Regions from separate parts of the Oryctolagus cuniculus genome. Here region 1 is linked to region 2. The links are chromatin contacts, called in public Micro-C maps. All regions are on one chromosome and are shown on one strand. Each heading gives the region's core, a stretch centred on a gene start, on an enhancer-like site or on the middle of the called end of the contact. The rest is flanking DNA. Distances are from core to core; before and after follow the strand shown. Region 1 holds the start of GLUL (glutamate-ammonia ligase). Region 2 has its middle 92 kb from the start of GLUL.

Region 1 (5,639 bases), core at 2,625-5,124, 93 kb after region 2:
GCGGGGGAGGGGCGCTCGCGACCCCGCCCACCGCAGCAGCCCACCAGCAAGTCTGCGAAATTAGACCGAGGAACCCTACAAATGTGATTAAAATCTAAACTTGTTTCGCTTTTAAAAAATTTAATGTATCAAAAGGCCCGCTTTAGTGGTGCTGCTCCCACCAGGAAGCACCCCGGTGCCCGTCGGGACTCGCTCAGGTTGACTGCCAGCAGGCGGGGCCCCGCCCACCGCACCCCTCCCCCACTCGCAGGGAGACCCTGTCCCTGCTCCCCATCTAGGCCCAGCCTCCAGTCCCACTGTGTACACTACCTGTTTCTACACTTAAATACAAAAAGGTTCTCCACAGGAACCACACAGGAAGGACTCCCAGCAGGCAGGGAAACCCACCCGTTCACCCCTGCGTTCACCCCTGCGGCTGCCCCAACGGGGACCCCAGCCCACCAAGGGGGGAGCCGTGCCCAACCCCGGCCCTGCGTGGACAGCTGCACCTGCCAGACCCGAACAGGCCCCCAAGAAGGGCACAGAGGCCACGACCCCAGCCCACCCCACGACCCCAGGACCGCGCAGGTGGAGCCCGTGAGAGCAGAGGGGTGGGTGTGGGGCGCGGCAGGGCCCGACCCCGAGTCCCTGCAGAAGACAGCGAGCTGGACCGGGCGCGAGGGGCAGAACGACCTTGCTATTCCCCGCTCGGGGCTACAGCGGGCAGGGGAGGCCCTGGCGGCGGGCGGCGGGCAGCGGCCGCTCAGTTCTTGTACTGGAAGGGCTCGTCCCCGGTCTCGTTGAGCAGGCACGTGCGGATGAGCGCCTCCGTGACGGCGAAGGGGTCGCAGTTGGCTGAGGGGCGGCGGTCCTCGAAGTAGCCCCGCCTCTCCTGGCCCACAGTCCGGGGGATGCGGATGCTGGCACTGCGGTTGGCCACGCCGGCCGAGAAGTCGTTGATGTTGGACGTCTCGTGGAAGCCGGTGAGGCGGCGCGCGTTGTCCAGGCCGCCCTTGGGGTCGTAGGCGCGGATGTGGTACTGGTGCCGTCGGCTCAGCTTCTCAATGGCCTCCTCAATGTGCCTGGGGACAGAGAAACCCAGGTCCAGCCGGCCGCAGCCCCCACGGACCCCAGGACCCCGGAGGGTGGCAGCCGGGGGTCTCCCCACACCTGCACCGGCTGGGTCTGAGCTGTGCACAGGGTGGACCTGCCTGCCTCCCGGCTCCCAGCCGCCAGCAACCACAGGGCTCCCAGCAGGGGGCTCTGCAAAGCCCACCCTGACCCCCAAGGCCCATCCCCCGGCCATGCCCACACGCACTTGAGCCCGTCCTCCTCCCGCATGGCCTTGGTGCTGAAGTTGGTGTGGCAGCCGGCGCCGTTCCAGTTCCCAGGGATGGGCTTGGGGTCAAAGGTCGCTATCACGCCGAAGTCCTCACAGACGCGGTGCAGGATGAACCGGGCCACCCAGAGGTGATCTCCCATGTGGATGCCCTCGCAAGGCCCGATCTGGAACTCCCACTGGGAGCGCAAGAGGCCGCTGTCAGAGGGGCAGGCGCCCCGCCGCCCTGGACTCCGCCCCGCCCTTGGGTTTGGGGCCCTTGAGCCTCCGTGTGCCCACTGCTGCTCCGGCAGTCACCTGGGCAGGCATGACCTCGGCGTTGGTCCCCGCAATCTTGATGCCGGCATAGAGGCAGGCCCGGTAGTGCGCCTCCACGATGTCCCTGCCGTAGGCCCGGTCGGCCCCCACGCCGCAGTAGTAGGGGCCTGCAGAGGCCAGAGGGCAGGGCTCAGCAGCCAGGGCTTCCCTGCCGCCGTCCCAGGCGAGCACTGGGGCGGGGCGGGCGCGAGGGGCTCACCTTGGGGCCCAGGGAAGCCGTTGGAAGGCCACCCGAAGGGGTGTCCGTCGGTGCCCATGAGCGTGTACTCCTGCTCCATGCCGAACCACGGGCGCTGGCTGCTCACCATGTCCATGATCCGCTTGCAGCTGTGCCGCAGGTTGCTCTCTGCGGAGCGGCAGGGTCAGGGGCCGCCGGGCCAACCTCCCACAACCTCCTGCCCACGCCCCGCAAGTCAGAACGGGAGCAGCCATACAGCAGCACCTGCGGGGCGACCCTGAAGGACCTGGGCCGCAGGCGAACTCACGACACCAGGCCCCGGGGCGCAAGCTCCATCGGGACAGGCGAGGGAGCCAGGCACCGGGCCGCCCCGCCCTCCCCTCCCTCCCCGGGCTCCTGGAGCCCACGGCTGACCGAGGCGCTCGCCCTGGGCAGCAGGGCGCTGCTGGTGCAGGAAGACCCAGGTCAGGTGACCTCAGCTGGAAACAGCGTCCCCATTAGCAAGGCTTTCACAGACTTAACTGTGCCCAGGAACCCGTGCAACCTTTGTGTCGCCCAGAAGCGCTCGGCCAAGCCCTCACCACAACCCTGGCCCGTGGCCGTCTCGGCACTGGAGCTCTGCCTCCCCGGGGCACCGAGGCCTGGGGACCCCGCAGCCTCACTGGCGGGAGCAAGAGGCTGCACAGGAAAAAGGGGGGCGGAGCTGCACGCGAGGAGCGGCGGGGGCCCAGAGGACGGCAGCACAGCACGGCCCCCAGCAGGCCTGACGGCGTGTGCCGGCTCACGTCTTCTAAGGACGCGGTCGTCACCGTCCCTACCGCAAGATGAGGAGACGCTTCGGGAGCTCACTGCCCACCAGGGGCAGCCCAGGACTCAGGCCCCCCCCCCTCCCCAGTGCACAGGCAGAAGAATGCAACGCCCTCAGCAGGCAGGCCCAGCCACGGCCCAGCCACGGCCCAGCCACGGCAGCTCCTCTCCAGAGCAAGCCGGCGCGCAGCCACGGACGCTCAAGCCCCAGAACCCAAGGCGGCTCCAGGACCACCACCTCTTCGCAGGTCAGGCCCGGGGCTCCCACCCGCCCCACACACCTGCCGGCTTCCGGTTGTACTTGAAGACCTCGCAGAACACCAGCTTGTTGGGGTCCTTGCGGAAGGGGTCGCGGAACATGGCGGCGGGGACCAGATACATGTCGCTGTTGGAGCCTTCCGACTGGAAGGTGCTCGAGCCGTCAAAGTTCCACTCGGGCAGCTCTGGCGGGACAGACGGAAAATTCCGTGAGGCCTCATGCAGGCAGGCAGCCAGTCCCCCTCCCGGCCCCACAGCGGGGTCCCGTCCCGGAGGGGCACAAGGCTGCTTCCCCTGCGTACCCTGGTGGCTGCCTCCCAGCAAGACCACCGAGGCACTGTCAGGCATTGTCTCATGAAGACAAGTCACAGAAACCGCCCCAGGGACCTGTCACCCCCTCCCCCCAGAAGTCCCCTGTGCACCGGGAGGCACATGCTAGACCTCTGAAGTCACACCCCACCCCCACCCCCGGGCAGGCGGCTCGGGACCCGCCCACAGCATGTTCCCAGGTTATGCAGACCTGTTCCTGGCGCCCCCGGGCTCCTCGGCCGCCTGCAGGCAGTGCACAACTCCGTGTCCTGGGCACCCCCTGGGGGCCCTTCCCACGGGGCCACGACCACGCAGGAGCCCCCCGGGAACAGGTGCATGGGCACTGCCTGACGGGGACTCTCAGCATGGCCACGCCCCCTACCCCTGCAAAGCTTTTAAATCTTTTTTTTTCCTTTTAAACACCCTGGTTCTGGCTCAGGCCTCCTCTCAAACACAGGGTCCCTTTGTTGCCGAGCCCCGCAGGGGCCGCCGTGGCGGGGGCGGCCTCCTGGCCGACTCACCTTCCACGCACTTGGGCTCGCAGTCCAGCGTCCGTGTCTTGCAGCGCAGCCCCTCCCCCGTGCCGTCGATCCAGATGTACATGGCCTGCACCTTCTCGCCCTGCGGCAGGCCCATGTACACCTGCTTGATGCCCTTGTTCAGGTGGGAGCTTGCCGAGGTGGCCATGGTGGATGGCGTTCTGGGGAGAGCGAAGCAACACGACACCGTGGGCGAGCCTGCACCAGCCGGGGCCGCCCCTCCCTCCCAAGCAACACGCCCAGCCCGCAGGAGGAAGCCGGCGGCGCACCGGCCCCAGAGACGGATCTGGTCACCAGGCCCCGACTCACACGCAGCCCAGGCCCGGAGTCCCAGCCCCACTCCTGCTGCTAGCTCAGGGGGTGGCGGCCTGGGCCCCGGGACCGAGCTGGGATCTGCTCCCTCGGGGCCTGCTTCCCCCTTTTCGTACTCCACGCGAGAGCTCAGAAGCCGAGGCTGCCGCCCTGGAGGAGACCCCCACCCTCGGACAGGAGGCGGAGGGCGGGAGGCCCCCCCAAACCACAGTTCTAGCAACTACAGGCCGTGACCCCAAATCCCCACCGCAGGGAAAACAGACGCCGCTTCCCGGGCGGGGCCGGCGGCTGCGCTGGGCGGGGCCCACCCGGGCTCGAGTCCCCCGGCCCCAGGCCCTGGGCCCGCCTTGCTCCAGGCGCTCACCCGAGCCGCGGCAGGTCCGGCCATGGCAGGTGCGGCGCGGCGCGGAGCCCCCCCGCCCGGACCCCCCGCTCGCGCCCCGCCGGCTCCGTGTCGTGCTGGTCCAGGCACCGGAGCTTCCGCGGCGACGGCGCCGGGGACGCAAGGCGCTCGCTCCAAGGGCCCGAGGTCTTGACCTTGGCGCGCGCCCTCTCCCCAGAGTTCACCGAGTAGGCCACGAAGCCGAAGCAGTTGGAGGGGGAATCGGAGGAGCGCGAGGCGCCGTCGTCCTCATCTTCGTCCGCGGCTTTCGGGGCCGCCTTGCGGCTGGGGCCCCCCCGCTTCCCGCCCCCGGGGGAGCAGCGCGACTCCACCTTGCGCGCCCCGCGCCCTGCGCGCCTCGTCTCGGCCCCGGCCCGGCGGACGCGGCGCGGGCCGGGGGCGCGGCCGCATTGTTGGGTCACCCGGCGGCACGGGGACCCTGCGGGCCAGGCGGCGCCCACCCGCGCACTCACCTGGACGGCGGGGACGGCGGGAGCGGTGGGAGCGGCGGGGTCGGACGGCGCAGGCCGGCGCGCAACGGCGGCGGCGCTCTGCTCCGGTCCTGGCTCCCGGGGCCCCGCGGCCCGCGCTTTATCTGCGGCCCGACCGCCCGGGCCCGCCCCGGCCCGCCCCGCGCCCTGATTGGCTCCGCGGCCGAGGACGACCCGCAAGGCGCCGGGGGGAGGGGAGCGAAGATGGCGACTTCGGCGCGGGGCGGGGCCGGCGGGATGTGCGGGCCGCGTGGGGCTCCGGCGAGCAGGGCTCCGAGGGGCGCCCCCTGCCGGCGACGGCGCCGCGGAAGCCGACTTGGGCGCTTCGCCGGGGGCCCCGGGGCAGTGCGGATCCTCGCGGGTGCGCCGCGGCATCGGGGCGCAGAGACAAGGCCAGGGTCCCGACAGGGTCCTGGGAGGCCAGGGCCTGAGGCCGCCCTTCGGGGCTGCCCCGCAACCGGGAACCACGTGCCCTGCCGAGGTGGGCGCGCGGCGTAATGCGGGAGCATCGGAAGTGCGGGGTTCCCGGAGAAGATGGCCCTGACTTTGCTTCTCACTTGAGAGGGTGACCCTCAGCCGGGCGCCCTGATCGCCGCCTGTTGTGGGAATGCAGCCTCCCGCACAGGTGCACGCGCTCCCGCACAGGGAGGCGGCCCAGCGTTTCCCGCATCTCTCGGGGCTCGGGTATCTGGATGTCAGCTTGCGCTCCGGGGCGATTGGCAGAGAA
Region 2 (5,920 bases), core at 339-2,838:
ACACTCACCCAGGCCACGCCCACTCGAGCCACCACACTCACCCAGGCCACGCCCACTCGAGCCACCCCACACTCGCCAAGGCCACACCCACTTGAGCCACACCACTCACCCAGGTCAAGCCCACCCGAGCCACACCACACTTGCCCAGGCCAAGCCCACTTGAACTATGCCACACTCGCCCCCCCAGCCACACCACTCACCCAGGCCACACCCACGTGAGCCACACCACACTCGCCCAGGCCAAGCCCACTTGACCTATGCCACACTCGCCCCCCCCAGCCACACTTGCCCAGGCCAAGCCCACTTGAACTATGCCACACTCGCCCCCCCCAGCCACACCACTCACCCAGGCCACACCCACGTGAGCCACACCACACTCGCCCAGGCCAAGCCCACTTGACCTATGCCACACTCGCCCCCCCAGCCACACTTGCCCAGGCCACAGCACGTGGCTGTGGTGTCCTCCATGGTGCTCCTTCACACCTCCCCAACCCAGATCTCGTCCTAATCCCAACCTCGTGTCTCTCCTCTCCTGCCCCTCAGGCCCTCCAGGCCTGCAGGTGGTGGCTGACTCCCCGCCGTGCTGGGAAGCCAGCCTGGCACTGGGCATCCTGGTCAAGTTCAGGGTGGAGGCTGTCGCTTGTGTCCTCACGGAGGCCCTGGGGCAGGCTCAACCCCCAGGCATGGGCACAGGTCTGGTGTTGGTGGGCTCACACATTTGGGCATACACGGGCTGCAGGTCCCAGACCCTGGGGAACAGGGTGGAAGTTCTCTCTGGGAAACTGAATAAAAGCTTCCAATAAGACGTCCCGCTGGCAGCCCTGTAAGAAGCAGGGTCTCAAGATCCCTTGACTTGGGGGTCCGGCCCGGGAGAGAAAGCAATGGGGAGCCTATGGGTAGGGGAGCACTGGCCGCCTCTGGTGGGGTTTGCCTGGGAGGGCCGAGTCGGCTGCGCAGTCACGTCAGAGCCACCAGGTGGCGCCAGAGCAGGGGCCTGAGCGAGCTTTGTCCCTGGCTCCGTGGAGGTGGGGGTGGGGACCGAGGGTCCACAGATTCCGGGGGCCGTGACACCCTGACCCTCACGCCCGAGGTCCCTGTGGGGCCGGGCAGCTTCCTGGTGCCAGGGCACCGGCTGGCCCCTGGTGGGCGTTCCAGCTAGGGCAGCTCCCAGAGCTGACACGGAGGCAGCTCTCGGCTTCCTGTTTTCCAGTTCAGCGAGAATCCCACACGGTCCCAAGCTCGAGGAAACGGGTCAGCGGCGCTACACAGAGCCTGGCACGCGGTCAGCGGTCAGCACCCCCACCCGTGTGACGCTCGCTGTCCAGCCTCCCCCATCCGCGTCTGCGTGAGGCCCGCAGCCCCAGCCGGCCAGCAACCCTTTGTCCCAGCCCCTTTGTGGATCCGGGTCCTCCTTGTGAGGACTCGGCGGCTGCCAGGGCCCCCCAGGAGCTGGGGCCTTGGCCAGCCCTCCGCCTGCTGGCCCCGCACCCCAGCCTGCCCTGCACAGTGAGTTTCCATCTGCCCGGACGGGTCCCACGGGCCTGCGGGCAGGGATCAGGTTGCAGGAACAGGACGTTTCCCTCGGGCCTCCACTTGTTTTCCTCAGGAGCCCAGCCAGCTGCGTCCGCCTCTCGCCCCAGGCCTCGCGCCCCAGCTGTGCTCGGACTCTGGGGCAGGAGCGGGAGTGGAGCCAGAGGTGCAGGAGGCTGGGGGCAGGAGGAAGGCTGCTGGGTCCTGGGGAGCAGCCTGGGAGCCAGGGGGCACCGGAGACCACCAGCTGGACCTCTCTCACACACACGGGGGATTTGCATGCCTGACTGGACCTCTCACACACAGGGACTTCACACCTGGCCGGGCCTCTCACATACACAGGGACTTCACACCTGGCCAGGCCTCTCGCACACAGGGACTTCACACCTGGCCGGGCCTCTCACACACAGGGACTTCACACCTGGCCGGGCCTCTCACATACACAGGGACTTCACACCTGGCCAGGCCTCTCACACACAGGGACTTCACACCTGGCCGGGCCTCTCACATACACAGGGACTTCACACCTGGCCAGGCCTCTCACACACAGGGACTTCACACCTGGCCAGGCCTCTCACATACACAGGGACTTCACACCTGGCCAGGCCTCTCACACACAGGGACTTCACACCTGGCCGGGCCTCTCACACACAGGGACTTCACACCTGGCCGGGCCTCTCACATACAGGGACTTCACACCTGGCCAGGCCTCTCGCACACAGGGACTTCACACCTGGCCAGGCCTCTCACATACGCAGGGACTTCACACCTGGCCGGGCCTCTCACATACACAGGGACTTCACACCTGGCCAGGCCTCTCACATACGCAGGGACTTCACACCTGGCCGGGCCTCTCACATACACAGGGACTTCACACCTGGCTGGGCCTCTCACACACAGGGACTTCACACCTGGCCGGGCCTCTCACATACACAGGGACTTGCGAATCCAGCTGTTCGGGTGGCATTAGGCCTTCGTCTGGCATCAGGAAGCCTGGGCTCAGTTCCCACCTCCCGCTTCCTGCTGATGCGCACCCTGGGGGTGGCACCGGCCCCTGCCACCCACGTAGGAGGCCTGGGTGGAGTTCTCGGCTCCGGGCTTTGGCCTGGCTGACCCCTGGCCATCTCAGGAACTTGGGGGAGTGAACCAGCAGATGCAAGCTCTCTGCCTCCCCTCCCTGAGAGGAGACAATAAACAAATTTGTTTAAAGTTCATTCTCATGTGTCCACTTCTGTGCAGAGCTGCATTTTCTAGGGGGAAGCCGCTAAGTGGAAGACACAGCTTCTGAGACGAGAGGTCCAGGGGCTTCTGCCCGAGCAGGGGCACCACCCAAGACACGGGGTTTGCAGCGTCTGTGTGGCCACGGGGCCCCTGGAGCTTCGGCAGCAGCTGGGAAGGCAGAGGGGTGTAAGCAGACAGCTGCTCAGGGCTGTCCTCCGGCGTTCTCCCCGGGGGCTCCCGCCCCACCCTCCCCCACCCAAACATTCTGCCACTTGGGCAAATGGCCTCTGTGCCGGCTGCCGGGCTCACAAGCCTCGGTGCAGGCCTGGAGGTGCCACACAGGGGCATTTTGTCCAGAGTAAGCTTCAAAACCTCACAGTTCCCCCTTTGAGTGCAAATTCACCGTCCCCCTCTGTGCACAGCTGGGAACGCCAGGGCTGAGCGGCCACAGGACTTGGGGCCACACCACTGCCCACGGGTTAGTGGGAGTGGGCTCGGGTGGTCCGGCAGTGCCCCAAATGCCAGGAGGCAGATCGGAGCAGCACACGGCAGGTCTCTAAAACACGCGTGCAGACATGACAAGCCGGAGGCTCCTCTGACTTGGGCCTCCTGGGCCCTGTGGAGCCCCTTGCTCGCCTGGGATGCGGCAGCTGGGAGCCCAGGGGCGCGGCCAGGGACCCCGTCGGCCACGTTGCTGCGCGGCAGACAGCATGAGTCAATCCAGGAGAAGGAAGCAGGGAACAGAAATGCATTGGAAGGCGCATATCCAACACGTCACGGCTGCAGCACGCAATCCACACGGCTGTGAACAAGCCGTCCTGCATTGCTTGTGCTATGTCTTGGCTCTGTGCCATGCTGTCAACATCTCCAGGGCTCGGGAGCCGCCGCTGAGCAGGCCATGTTGGCGGCCTCTGCGTTCCTGTGGGCTGCTGGATTTACCTGACTTACCGGAGAAGATGGAACGAATGGCATTCCATGGCACGTGAAGGTCGCACAAAGCTTCACTGGCCAGTGGCCACGCCCATCCATCTCGGGCAAGGGAGACCACACACGTGGCCCCCAAGCCGCGGCAGACACCGGCTCTCGAGGCCCGCACCTGTGCCCATGCACACAGCGAGGTGCAGCTACTGCTCGGCGCTCAGCGTGGGCGACACTGCGGGCCTCATCTAAAGAGACAGGGGCAGGGAGCTGACCAAGAAAAAGGCGGCAGGCTCCACACAGCGGGGGCCTGTGCTCCAGGGGAGAAGGGGCCCCCAGGGGAACTGGCCCAGGGTTTGAAGTCTGACCCGTTTGCCAGCCTTCGGATTTGCACCTCAACGAGGGCCAGCAGCTGCCTGCTGCCGCCAGTGTTGTTCAGGCTGCGCTCCCCGAGCTCTCACCCGCCTGCACAGCCTGGTCCTTGCGCTGCAGCCCAGAGCGCCCATCCCTGGAGCTCTGGGTGCTGGGCTTGTGGTCAGCCGGTTTTTCTGTCCCCCAGGCTGTTTGCGGCAGGCCGACGGGCGGCCTGGCACTGGCAGAGCCCCAGGTTCAGAAACTTTCCAGAACTGTAGTCGGCAGGCAGGACCTCGCTCCACCAAAGGCTGTTTTCACCACCCAGCCCTTCCAGTTCCTGTAAAGCCGCCTCCGGGCAACCTGCAGCGGGCGTCCATCCAGGCGGGGAGCCATCCCCGCCCAGGGGAAGCCCCTCCCTGACCTCCCCGTGCGTTTCCTGCTGAGTTCTGAGGTTCCCGGTGGCTTCTCTTCAGTGAGGTCACATTCTTTGCTGTTCTGTGCCATAAAGATTTCTGCTCAGAGCCCTGTGGGCCCAGTCGCTTCCACTTTCATTCCTTGTTTTTTTCCAACTCTTCACCCATATTTTTAAAATGCTAACATCTTACCCAACCACAGAACTTTGAGGAAAACTGGTGCAATACCATCAACTCGACTACACACTCCATTCATAGTCCTGCTCCCGGACACAGCCCAGGACAACACGTCGCATTCAGAACCACGACAGTCAACATTATTAATCATTCAGTCAGTGACTCCATGGTCAAAACCTGAATGTGTCTTTTTCTAAAATGCTTGAGAGGCCTCTAAAATTGCTTTTCTCTTACGTACTTTTCTCTTTTTTGCAAGTTTGTCATCTGTTAACTGACATGGTGAATTCTTTTTTAAAAATCATTATGTGGGGAGGCAGGCACGTGGCCTAGAGGTTGAGGCCCCTGTTAAGACCCTCATATCCCAGACCACGGAGTTCAGCTGCTCGCTGTGGCTCCAGCTCCTGCTTCTGACTTCCTGTCAGTACAGACCCCAGCCCAGGGAGGCAGGGGAGATGGCTTTGGTCATAGGACCCCTGCCACTCACGTGGGACACCCTGATGGCGTTCCAGGTACCCAGCTCTGGCCACGGCCCAGCCCAGCCATTGGAAGAATTAGAGGAGTGAACCAACTTCCTACACCTCTCTGCTTCTCTCTACACCCCTCAAATACAACTTTCAAAAATTTATGATTTTTATTATGGTAGGAAATATGTAATATAAAATTTGTTATTTAACTATGCTTAAGTGTTCAGTTCAGTGGTATTAACCACATTTAAAATATTGTGTAGCCACCCCAAAATCCACCTCTGTGTCTCTCTTCATAAAACTGAAAACTCTGTACCCATTTTGCCCCCACCCCGTCCCTGGGAGCCCCAAATCTATTTCTTTGCTATGATTTTGACTATTCAGACCACCTATCCGTTTCTGTCTTCATGGACTGCTTATTTTACTGACTGTAACGTCCTGCGCTCTCATCCATGACTCTACGTACGTCAGAATTCCCTGCGTGTTTGTGACTGAATAATATTCCACTTATTCAGAGGGCACATATGCTGGCCCACTCATCTGATGGTAGACAATGTTGGCCCTGGGTCCAGTGCTGTGAAATGGCTGTATTAGAACAGTGATGCAACTCCCTACTCCCAAGTCTTGGGCTGTTTACCCAGAAGTGGGATTGCTGAATCATATGTTGATTCTATTTTTAATTTTTTCAGAAACTTCCATACTGTTTTTCACAGCGAGTAGTTTTCTACGTTCCCACCAACAGTGTACACAGGTTCCAAGTTCTCCCATTTGTTTTGCTTTGTTTTGTTTGAGAGTAGCCGGCCTGGTTGTTTTGGGTGGATCTCTCTGTAGGTTTTATTTGCA

What was found. A called contact is a pair of places that touch in the nucleus more often than the background predicts.
Region 1: a contact with region 2 is called in a Micro-C map of ear pinna, with 7 times the contacts expected there. The contact joins the promoter of GLUL here to the enhancer-like site in region 2. A contact is called at or near these places in 3 of 6 Hi-C or Micro-C datasets (ear pinna, skin fibroblasts and an unstated tissue).

The regions. Positions count from the first base shown.
Region 1 is chr13:795,863-801,501 of mOryCun1.1, forward strand. GLUL (glutamate-ammonia ligase) reads right to left here and starts at 3,875. Exons shown (of 6, transcript XM_051840972.2): 1 at 3,710-3,875; 2 at 2,903-3,064; 3 at 1,836-1,982; 4 at 1,616-1,743; 5 at 1,298-1,497; 6 at 1-1,061. The coding sequence starts at 3,875. The coding sequence ends at 743.
Region 2 is chr13:704,788-710,707 of mOryCun1.1, forward strand. No RefSeq gene overlaps it. Among named protein-coding and RNA genes, the nearest start is that of GLUL, 92 kb to the right of the region's middle. Within about 2 kb of position 1,589, at least 4 of the 8 cell types and tissues checked have an H3K27ac peak or open chromatin away from gene starts, as enhancers often do. A contact at or near this core is called in ear pinna, where this site is marked.